Linked DNA regions of Ovis aries: all the other regions are linked to region 2. The links are chromatin contacts, called in public Hi-C maps. All regions are on one chromosome and are shown on one strand. The core of a region is the stretch at or near the end of the contact, and the rest is flanking DNA. Distances in the headings are between cores, read along the strand shown.

The links. A called contact is a pair of places that touch in the nucleus more often than the background predicts.
Region 1: a Hi-C map of hypothalamus shows a contact between it and region 2, with 8 times the contacts expected there. The contact joins two enhancer-like sites. A contact is called at or near these places in 3 of 16 Hi-C or Micro-C datasets (hypothalamus, muscle and tail adipose tissue).
Region 3: a contact with region 2 is called in a Hi-C map of hypothalamus, with 8 times the contacts expected there. The contact joins two enhancer-like sites. A contact is called at or near these places in 10 of 16 Hi-C or Micro-C datasets (blood, hypothalamus, mesenteric adipose tissue and 5 more).

Annotation. Positions count from the first base shown.
Region 1 is chr23:55,073,019-55,076,413 of ARS-UI_Ramb_v3.0, reverse strand. All of the region lies in intron 7 of TCF4 (transcription factor 4), which reads left to right. Among named protein-coding and RNA genes, the nearest start is that of TCF4, 250 kb to the left of the region's middle. Within about 2 kb of position 1,858, at least 7 of the 54 cell types and tissues checked have an H3K27ac peak or open chromatin away from gene starts, as enhancers often do. A contact at or near this core is called in hypothalamus, where this site is marked.
Region 2 is chr23:55,495,884-55,499,607 of ARS-UI_Ramb_v3.0, reverse strand. No RefSeq gene overlaps it. Among named protein-coding and RNA genes, the nearest start is that of TCF4, 170 kb to the right of the region's middle. Within about 2 kb of position 1,872, at least 12 of the 54 cell types and tissues checked have an H3K27ac peak or open chromatin away from gene starts, as enhancers often do. A contact at or near this core is called in hypothalamus, where this site is marked.
Region 3 is chr23:55,137,594-55,141,196 of ARS-UI_Ramb_v3.0, reverse strand. All of the region lies in intron 4 of TCF4 (transcription factor 4), which reads left to right. Among named protein-coding and RNA genes, the nearest start is that of TCF4, 190 kb to the left of the region's middle. Within about 2 kb of position 1,581, at least 8 of the 54 cell types and tissues checked have an H3K27ac peak or open chromatin away from gene starts, as enhancers often do. A contact at or near this core is called in hypothalamus, where this site is marked.

The sequences.
Region 1 (3,395 bases), core at 609-3,108, 420 kb after region 2:
AGCTCACAATAGTTAAAAAGTACCCATTTCCAATTAATGATATTGATGTCTGAGGTGTGGTTATTTAAATTATGCTTGTTATGAAAATGTATAAGCAGAAATAAGGTGAAGGATAATGCAAGTAAATCATTCCAAACAGGACAAAAGTATTTTTCACAGAATTCACACAGAATATGTAACATGACATTGGGAAGCACCTTGAAAGTCGCAAAAATACTCATCACAAAAGAAGTATTTATTTGTTTTCTTTGAAAACCAGTTTTCTCCTTTTCCCTGCAGTTATAGGTTATAGAAGTTAGGCTTTCTTTGAATTGCTGGTTGTGAAACAAACATAGGAGAATCTCTATATTTAACTTTACATTGAGGGTTCTTATTCCATGGAAAGTACTTTTGAATGCTATAAAATTCATCCAAATAAACAACATCTATCCCATAAGGCATTTCAGTGTCTCAGGAGATTGCTCAAAGATTTATGTATTTTTGTTTGGAATTTCAGAATCTTAAGGATTCTCATCCACTGCCCTCCTTGTCTTGAAATCCAATTCTGCTCCTTTTAAATTCGCCTTTTTAAAGGTGTCTTCTGATGTGTGTGTATCTTAAATATAAAGTGAGAAGAAATGTAAGGGAGAAGAAAAACTTCAGTTAACTATGGGTGAAAGGTTTATGTATTTTTGATCTCTGTTCGGATTATCCTTACAGATGATAAGGATGTGTGCTTGAAAGACTCACAAGACAGCCATCAGCTCTCTCCACCATGGAGCTGCCTTGTCAGCCAGCTTTATCTGATTATCCCACTAAGCAAGCTCTTCCGAGGTGGTACCTGTGATGTGCCTCCCCTCCCACCGTCATCTATTTTTCTTTTTTAACCAGGTTTTCAGTATTTCACCCCCTTAGATTTCTGTCGAAATTTCACTGGAACAATAGCATTCAGTGTAGAGCTGGACTCATTTGTTGAGAAAAGAGAAACACATTTCAGGCAACTGTTATTTCCAACCTTACATTATCACCTTCATTGAAGAGTATACTTTGCAGTGAAGTCTTGGGCTTCCTCTGAATGGTTTAATTATTAAGAAGGTAAGAAACGACTGTAAGGCTGCTGGAGAGCCTAGAGAGAGAATTATGACAGGCTTGCGTGTGTTCGGAAATTATAGAAATTTGTTCTGCACAATCTGGCTCAAGTACCTTTATTTTATGTTTGTGGAATAATAGAGATGCTTGGCTTAGTATTCGGTTGAGCATCATCTTTTAAACTTGTAATATTTTCTCGACTGAAACATTTGTTGATTTTCTAACATTGAGGAGTTTTCTCTTTCTGCACCTTCCCCCCGCCCACCACCACCAATTACTGACAACTCTGCCTTTTCAAGGTGTGTCTTCTTGTCTTCAAGCAATTCTAAATTTTTTGTTTGAAAGTTGTGAATGAAAGTCAGATCGAATTTGGAGGATTTTAAGTAAGATGCTCGTAGAACAAATACGTAGCAACAATCCTAAAAGGTATAAAGAATCTCTTCAAACACAGTGAAGTTTTATTTTCTTAAGGCAGGTTAGATTGTGTCAGGCTGTTGACAGACACTTGCTGTGTTGTTTTATTTTTTTCACAAGTTGCACTGAATTCTTAACACTGAACATAAAGTTGCGTTTCAAAGCAATAGCCTGAGATTCTTAGCCTTGGTCTTCACTGTCCCAGGGTGTTGTCTGTGAACACAAACATGTTCATTTTCAAAGGAATGAGAGCTTTTCTTAAAATTCGGTGCAGAGTTTGTAATTGTAATACTCCATTATTTTATCTCAGAACAGCAGCCTGTGAGTGATTCTGGGTGTTTCGGGTGTTTGGCTGCCGCTGTTGTGTAGGTGCAGAGCTGTTGGAGTTTCTGCTTTTCTAGAGCCTATACTCCCTCTTCAGAGAAATGCAGGTAGTGCAGAAGAGTCTGCAGTTTGGAAAATTTCAGGGTTGGAAATAAGGGTGATTTTAAGTTTCAGGGAGAAATATCTATTTGAATTCCAAGAGAATGTGCAAATGGGATTTTGAAAAGAATCTTTTAAGAATTCCTTTTCCGTGCTTCAGAGACACCCACTATTGTCTTCCGAGTCTAATTTTGTCGTCGGAGGAATTAATCATAAACACCCTGCTAGGGTTGAAACTTGATCCATAAGCGTTTACTTCTGGAGTAATCAGAGGAGGGTCTGTGCGTGGATTACGTTTCCCTACATTTATTTTGAATGCTCAGTGTCACAGAAGAATGGGGACGTTGTATTGAGCAGCTCCCTTCATGGCCAGGTATAAAGGGAAAATTTTGGTGTTTTCCTCTATCAGTTGTATTTTTCAGCCCTGGTGATGAAAGAGCATGGACTCACGTTAGAAAGACTTAGGTTTTGTCAGAAAAACGACTCTTGTGGTACCTGCCTTCCACACACATACAAGACCCGTCACTGTCTCCACTGCTGTTCCCATCCAGGGATTTTAGAATAATGCTATTTTGGAACAATTATTTAGATATCATCTGAGACAGAGTTCCTAACTGTCTCCAGCAGCTTCCTCCCTCCCAGCCCATATCATTCTAAATATGCCTCCTGGATTATACTTATAATAATATTGTAATGGCTTTCATTCTACCGATTGGCACAGTATATCATTATATCATTAGCTGCTATGAGAAGGCAGTTTCAAGTAGGTGGCTGATTCTTGGCGGTAATGTTTTGGAGTAACCCTGTTTGGGGAATACGGCTGTTTCACAGGTGCTCAGGTGTATAAGCCCAGGGTACAATAATATTTTCTGGCTTGCTCATTATGAAAAGAACTTGAAGTGCAAAATAATTCAATAATAAGTGGAGTATAAAAATTGGGCTTTATGATAGGAAAGTGTAATAGCTTGAGATGTTAGCAGAGGAGATAAAAATAAAATTTGTTTAAGGATGCAACATACTTAACTTGCGTGTCATTTCTCCTGAAGCTGAGAGTTTAAAAGAATATTCATGGCCTGGGGATGGAGACTTGTTGAATCAGTTTGAATGTTTTCAACCTTGAAGCTAAATAGGAAATAAACCTATTTCTGTAACTGTTACACTGTTTGAAAGTATTGTTGTATAATAAAAAGATAACACATTCTGCCACTTATGTTTTAATAGTAAGGCCTGTGCCTTGTGAGTGAAATTTCAGTGGCAGAACCTAGGCAGTCCTCATAGAGTTCCTTTATGTGAATTTTTAAGTGTATGAGATGTTGTCACATATAATCTGTAGCTTAGTCGCTAGTGCTGGGCGAAAGAGAACAGAATCATATTTATTATGGACAGATATAGTTGGAATTAGAAAATTCAAACCCCAGTAAGTATTTTAGAAACACTGCCATTTTGTTTCCCCTTTAATAAATTACATCAGCAATCTAGCTGTTAAGTGG
Region 2 (3,724 bases), core at 623-3,122:
ACTTATTGATCAAGATGGTTTGCACCAGAGCCCCATGATATCTTTGTGATATCTTCTTGCACACACACACAAAAATTAGCGTGTGAAAATTATTCATCCAGAAAGAGAACAAGCCTGGACAAAAAAGTAATCCAATTTGATTCCAAGAGCAATCCCATCCACAGGGCAGCTGCCAAATTCCCACTTCAAGTTGTGCTTTGTCAACCTGTTCTCTGACATGGCATGGATTCCTCTTCCAACTCTTGACAGAAATGACATTATCTAACAAAGGCAGGTCTACACGGACAGTGTGACATAAAGGATCCGAGAGAATCCAAGCCTGGAGACCTTGATCTGAAATGTTCCGCAGGTGAGCGGGGAAGCGGGGCCACTTGAAATAACCCAGATCATTGACTTTTCCTTCCGCTTGTGTAGACGGGTGCTCCTGACAATTCTTTTCAATTCGCCTGAATACAGACGAGCACCAGGGGGAGCTCACACATCTTCCTTCTTTTCCTCCCCCTCTCACAGAAGGTCGCCCTGGCGTCCTAGGGAAAGGGTGGGTCGGAACAACATACACGAAATAATCCAGTCACGCACACACACAGGTGATTTATCCTGTAAAAAATAGTCTAGATTCTTTCGGAGGGCTCTGCAGTACATGCCTCATATTGGCTCACCTAAAGTCAGCGTTCAGTCGTCTCAGCTGCCTTTGAGAGGTAGCCTCTTAAAAACTCTCCAATCAGAAAAACATCCCTAAACTGCTCCTATGTCTCCCTTAAAAGAGAAAGAAAGAGGCAAAGAAGGTGGGGGAGGCCTAGAGAAAGAGAGAGATTCTCTTCCTTGCAATCTGAAATGACTTTTTTTTTTTTTTTAAGAACACTTCAATTTTAATCACAGTGGAGGGTAATGGAAGGGATTTGGGCCTTTGGTTTTCCACTTTGATCAAAGGGATTGATTTTTTTTTTTTTTTTTTTTTTTTTTTGTATTTTAAAGATGAGAACTAGTTGCCTTTCTCTCCCCCCTCTCTCTCTTTCTCAGTCTCCCTCCCTCCAGGACTGAAAACGTGAAAGGAAGAACAACTCAAAATACGCAATTAACTATTCTATTATCAGTTTGAGCAGAGAAAACCCATGGCACAAAGGATCTTACAGGACTAACCTGTAGTCCTTGCCGGACAGACCCGTCATCTCAGGTCTGACACCCTGATTCTGTGTTCCTGACACTGAGTGTGGAGAGCCCTAGTTGCCCCAGCTGGTGAGAGGGAGAGAGAAAGACGCCCTGCTTCTTTACTCACCGCTTAAAAGAAAATGATATATTTCTAATCCTACGTTTCAAATCTACAGATCACAAAATCATTAGCGATCCCTGCAAGATCCTTCACGAGGTCATCTCACCAACCCTCTACTGGAAGGCAGGTGAGATAAAAATGGTTTACATTTTACTTTATAGATGAAGTATAGTTGAGATTCAGAGAGGAAAATGAAGAGCGGTGGAATGATTTTTGTCAGTAAATTAAAAACCCACTCAGCACCCCCCTGTAAAACTGTAAGTAACATGTTTTTGTTTTTTTAACATGCCAGGTCCAAACTTTGTACTATCCACAACCTTAAAGAGGAAAGAAAAGAAGGAATCACGGGAATGCAGAAAAGTTACAAACGGAGGCAGCTAACACCTGGGGGAAACGCTGCGGTTGATCAAAGATCCTATCAAATTGGAGAGTCTCGCGGGTGGGAGGCGGCGGAACCGCGCGGAAAGCGCGGGACCAGCGGAGGAGCCGGCGCCTGCTGGGTGCCCCCCGAGTTGCGCCGCAGCGCGATCGGCGGACAAGGCCGGGCCAGGCAGCCGCATGAAGCGCCCGGGCGGAGGAACCGCGGGGCGAGGCCGGCGGCGGGAACCGGGCGGGGCGGCCGGCGGCCGCGAGGAGCACGCTCCGAGCTCGACTTACGCTAAGACCGCGTGGCGCTCGGCCGGCGCCCCGGGAGCGCGCGGGGCGCACGGGAGGGACGCACCCGCCGCGGCTCGCAGGGCTGCGGGCACCGTCGGCCCGGCGGGGTCAGGGGCGCCCGCCCCCGCGCCCACCGCGAGCCCCACGGCCGGCGGAACCCGCCGGCCCCCGCCGCCGAGCCGGTGCAGACCGCGCGGGGAGATGGCGCAGACGCAGCCCGCGGAGGGAGGCTCGGGCCGCGAGGTGCCAATCCGAGGCTCTCCGTCGGTTTGGACGGAGGGCTGGCGACAGAGGGGCCGGGGCTTTAATCGCGACAGTCGCCCCGGGTGTCGTTGACTTTTTTTTTTTTTTTTCTGTCCACCAGGGTCGAAACACCCGAGGTTTAACTGCCTGCGACTCACGTGTCGGTGCGGCAGCTTCCCTGCGACTTCAGGGGCGGGAGGCCGAGCACCTGTGCGCCGCGCCTCTTGCGGGGACAGCTGCGCGCATCCTTGGAGCCCGCCGACCGCACCATCTGACCTGCCCGCAACGAAATCCGAGCCTCGGAATTCGAACGGCCCCGCGCACCTCCCTTCTCAGATAAATCTCCTAGGAGAGGATCGTTCCTCTCCACTCAGAGATTATTTAGGGAGATGTCCTAGGCGGGATAGGTAGACATATGAGAGCCCAAGGAAGATATGTGAAACGTTAAATTGTAGACACTTAAGCACCAACTGTCTGGAGCCCTGAAGGAAAGGGAGAAAGAAGAAGAAGAAAAAAAAAAAGATGATCCATCATCAGAAACTTCCAGAGCCCCTGGGACTTTCTAAATCAGTGGATGTACTAACCAGGGAGTGTGGGAAGATTTCTGAACACAATTCATATTCCTTAAGCGCGGGAAGTGGGAGTTCCATCTCTCTTCCAGCTGTAAAATCTTAGGTTCCTAATTCCTTGGTTTTGACCACCAGGAAGAGATTCCTTATCATCAAGTCAGCAAAAGCATTTCCATTAAATATTACTGGGTGGGAAATATTTCGTCCCCCCGGCTCACTGTATCATAACCACCATAAATATTTCTGTGACCCACGGTGTTTGATACTGGCCAGGCTTTCAGCGGAGCTGGGGCCAGGTGTTAAACAGCCCCACAGCACCTTGCCCTTGTGCAGAGAAGGGATTCCTACAGCTGCTGCTGACGCAGGATGGCTAGGAAGTTGGTTAGGAAAAGCATCTTTTTCTTTTTTTTTTCCTTTAAAGCTACCCTCTTGCCAAACATTCTTTCTTTGGCCACCAAAGGAAGATCATTTAATTGATAACTTTGAGGGCCTCCTTTCTCTGCCACTCTGGGTTTTTTGGTTGTCGTTGCTTGGTAGGGAGGGTTTTGGGGGAGAGAAAGAGGGGCTAAAGTGAAAAGGGAGCTGGAAAAGAGATTTGTGTCTGGCTTTATCCAAACCCTTAGGTCTTGTATTTAACGTGATGTGGAATGGAGAGGTTGCAATAAGTACATGATTGGGAAAGAAGGTCTCTTGGAAGAGAATTAAGGGATAGGAATTTAGTTATGCTGGAGGAAAAAAAAAATGGTTAAGAAAACCTTCAGGAGGACACAGTGACTGTTACACTGAGAACATATCAAGATACAAAGGAAAGGGGGGGAGTGGAATGAGGCAGTGAACCACCCATCTATCCAAAACTTCCCTGGCATTATCTCATTTAATTCTTTCCACAACTTTAGGAGAAGGGTATGAGTTTTAATCCAATCCTCCTTTTCCAGAGGAGAAATCTGTAGCAGAGACCCAAGGTAAATTGCCTGAGGGCCTATAG
Region 3 (3,603 bases), core at 332-2,831, 360 kb after region 2:
ATATTTTTGGAACCACTCTTCCGATTATTGTTTAATGAAATACTCTTTTCAGTATGCCTCCCACCCCCAGATGATAGGGTAACCAAGGATGGCCTGAGGGCAGGGACAGAGATTTAATCCAACTCAAACAGGGTTGTGATGAGCTCCTTAGTCTGGTGACAGAGAACAAAGGGCTGGTTCTTCAGTTCCCAGAATGAGGATTAGCAATGGAATAACCTTGCTGGGTATTGTCCTACAACATCAGGTCACTTTTTTTTGTTTTTGTTTTTTTAAATCAAGGCTTTTCACAGGAGGATGTTTTCCAGTGTATAGGGCATCTTGTTTGGTTGTTGGTGAAATACTTACCATTTATATGTAATATTAAAAGTGGCCTTGTACGAATGAAAAGCTAGAAACCCAAACACAACCTATTGTTATCCTATGGGTCAACCACCCGTGGGCTCATCTGTGTCTCGGCTTATCTCCAAAAATCATATTATGGATAAGTTGTTCTTGCCTGTCTCTCACTCCCTCCAAATGGATTAGAACTGTTTAGGTGTAGCAATCTGCCAGCGGGGATACTTCTTAGATGTGTCCTTGTGAATTAATGAATTTATGATACCAGTTTTTTCCTTCATGTAACACTTTCATTCTCAGTCATTTCCTATGGCATTCCCTTGCAATGGGATACCATGAATAGATTGTAAGGCAAATTAGGAGTCAAATGGAAAATTATGTAAGAATATAAAAGTATTAGATTTTGAATTATAGATATTTGTTCATCATAACTCCCCCCCACCCCCACATTAAATTTTTTTCTTTATCCTTCATGAGGCAGCAAGATAAAGAACAGTTGAATAAATCAGCAAAAGGATTGGTCTTTAAAAATAAATGGGAACAGCTTATATTTTCTGCATAGCTTTGAGTTTTTCAAGGGCAACAGAAAAAGCAAGTGACTCCTTTATTGATTGCCCATTGGTGTCATTTTTAATAATCAAATTTAAATATAGGTTTTTAACAGCTGATGGGTTCAATTTGGACAAAACACGTGTTGACTTTCCGGATTGTTTGCTCACTGTAGATGCCGACTTGTTCTAGAGAAGGGGCTGCGAGTTGAGCTCCTTTGTCTTTAGAAGGATTGATTGACGGATGTTGGGTCTGCTCATTTACAGCGTTTTTCTTGCTTAATTTAAAAAATTGTGACATAGCATTACATGTTCCTTGTATACATCATTTTTGCAGAAGAAAGTTGTTTAGCCAATATGTCGACTTCGTTTATGAAATCCTCTCTTGTAGCTTTCATTCAGCCTTCAGTGTAGCCTATTAGGTCATATTATTTGTTTCATGCACGGCAAATCGTCACCAGCAGCAAAATTTAACATTTGGTCCTTTTAGGTATAAAAATGAATCAAATGCTTGACAAGATTTGTTTCTGGTGTATATTTCAGAGTCCCCCCCGACCACCCCCTTGGTGGGCAGACGACAAATGTTACTAACGGGTACTTTTAGTTTTTAAAATATGGACAACAGTACTCCATGCAGTAAAAGACTTGAGCGATTAATGCTGCCCTTATGCCTCTTTTGAGTACTTTTAGCCATGGGGCTTGGCACTGCCACCCTTGTCTTGGTGCCAAAAAATATCCGCAGCGGCTGTCGCATTCTAGTACTGGAGGGTTGTCTCGAAAATTCCGCAGTGAACGCGCCGGGTTTGTTCATCACTGCTATCTCTTTTAAATATTGGAAAAATAGAATCTTGAGCTCTTTCAAAGCTCCGTTGTGATCGTGGGGATGAGGGGGGAGGTCGGTGGCGAAGAATGGAGGAAAGAAGCTGTCCGCGCCAGCCACTGGGTATAAGTGACAAAAATCCATGGCTGGCATAGAGTAAACACACATATTTAGGAGCTTTTGTGGTCACGAGCACAGATAGTTACTTAAGGATCCTACTCAAACATGTTATCAGTGTTCTTGAGAATTTTATTATCTGAAACAAATGTTCCTGAGCATTTTAAGCAGAAGACTGACATCAAGATCATAGCTAATTTTTAGTGGACAGTTTATACAAAAGATGTGTATATTTTTTTCTCCCTGGAAGTGAGGTGCCATTGTAAAATGGCTGCTTTTTGTCATTAGGAAATTAGTAGAGTAGATAAGATAGGCTTGAGAAGGTACTTGGGTTTACCCACAGTCCATGTCCCTGATTGTTTTGCTCCCAAACAGGGATTTGAGCTCTAAGGACAGATTTATAGTTGATTTTGGGAACAAAAAGATGTAATAAAGGTTTACACTGTCAGAATGACATGTGTTTGCTCAGGATCTCTGGAGCGATCTATTTGATGGTAAAAGTGGATGTCACAGATGAAATCTTTACAAGGAATATAATCCTAAAAAAAGGGGGGGGAAAGAAGTGCACCTCCCAGCCTCCTGCTGGCTGCGCTGCCTCTTCGGTACCTCACAGACTTCGACAGGGTCCTGGACGGGTGCCCACTGATGTCATGGAAACACTCGAATTACTGAGAATGATTCATGTCTATGCTGGTCTCTTGTCCTCCCCCACACAGACAGGAGTAGATTTTTAACCCTGACAACTTGTAATTTGCAGTGGGTTTATTTTTGTATCTGGATAAATATTTTTTAACAAGCAAAATTAAGATTAAGCAGTCTGTATCTGATATGATAGTAAAGAATGTTGGGTCCGTGTAGCCAAGAGCACTTTGGGGACTCTGCGCCGCCTGCATCCCTGCTCGGCTCTTCCCCTCCTCTGCTCTCTGCCCACCCCTGTGCTTTCCAGTCCGCTCTCCTCCCTTCATTTTCCTCTTTTCCTCTCTCTTCTCTCCCCTGTTTATTTATTCACATTCTCTTTCTCTCTCACATCCCTACTATTTGCATGGACCCCCTCTCTACCTTTAAAAGAATGAAAGAAATGGACCTAACTTTATATATGTGTGTGTATGTGTGTGTGTGTGTGTGTGTGTATGTATATATATATATATATATATATATATATATATATGTATGTATATATATATATATGAATTGAGACAAGTTCTGGTAGGCAAATTCATCTCTCCAGGTCTATATGCAGGAGTCAGGTTGGGAAATAATGCCAGGTGGTGAAATTCTGTAGGAGATAGCTTCAGTAACTCCTTCTAGAGAAAGAAATAGATCGCCTTTTTTCCTTCCCATTTCTGGAAGTCACCAGAACAGGACACTAGATACTCAGTTTCCTCGGAAGTCAGAGTAAATTCTTCCTTATCTGTGTCTCTTTCTGTCTCTCTGCTTGTCTGCATGTCTACCTACCTCTCTACTTGTCTTTCTAGTTGCTAAACAAGTGGATATTGTGTCAATGTCCTGGCTGTATTAAAGCTTTGTAGATGTGAGAGCTTAAGGAAGGACAGACATCATTTGATAACTCATAAAGATCGAGTTGGTATTTTTTCTGTTAGTAATATGTATAAAGAGAAGTTAAACACTATAAGGAGCTTCCATCTGACACAGAAGAATAAATGGGTCTTTATGACCATTTATACTTCTAAAACGGGCAAATGAATCTCTTCTTCAATGTAAAATCCTCATACAGTGAAAGTTATTCTCTTAGACCTCCCAGGATTGAATATGTGAGTTGGT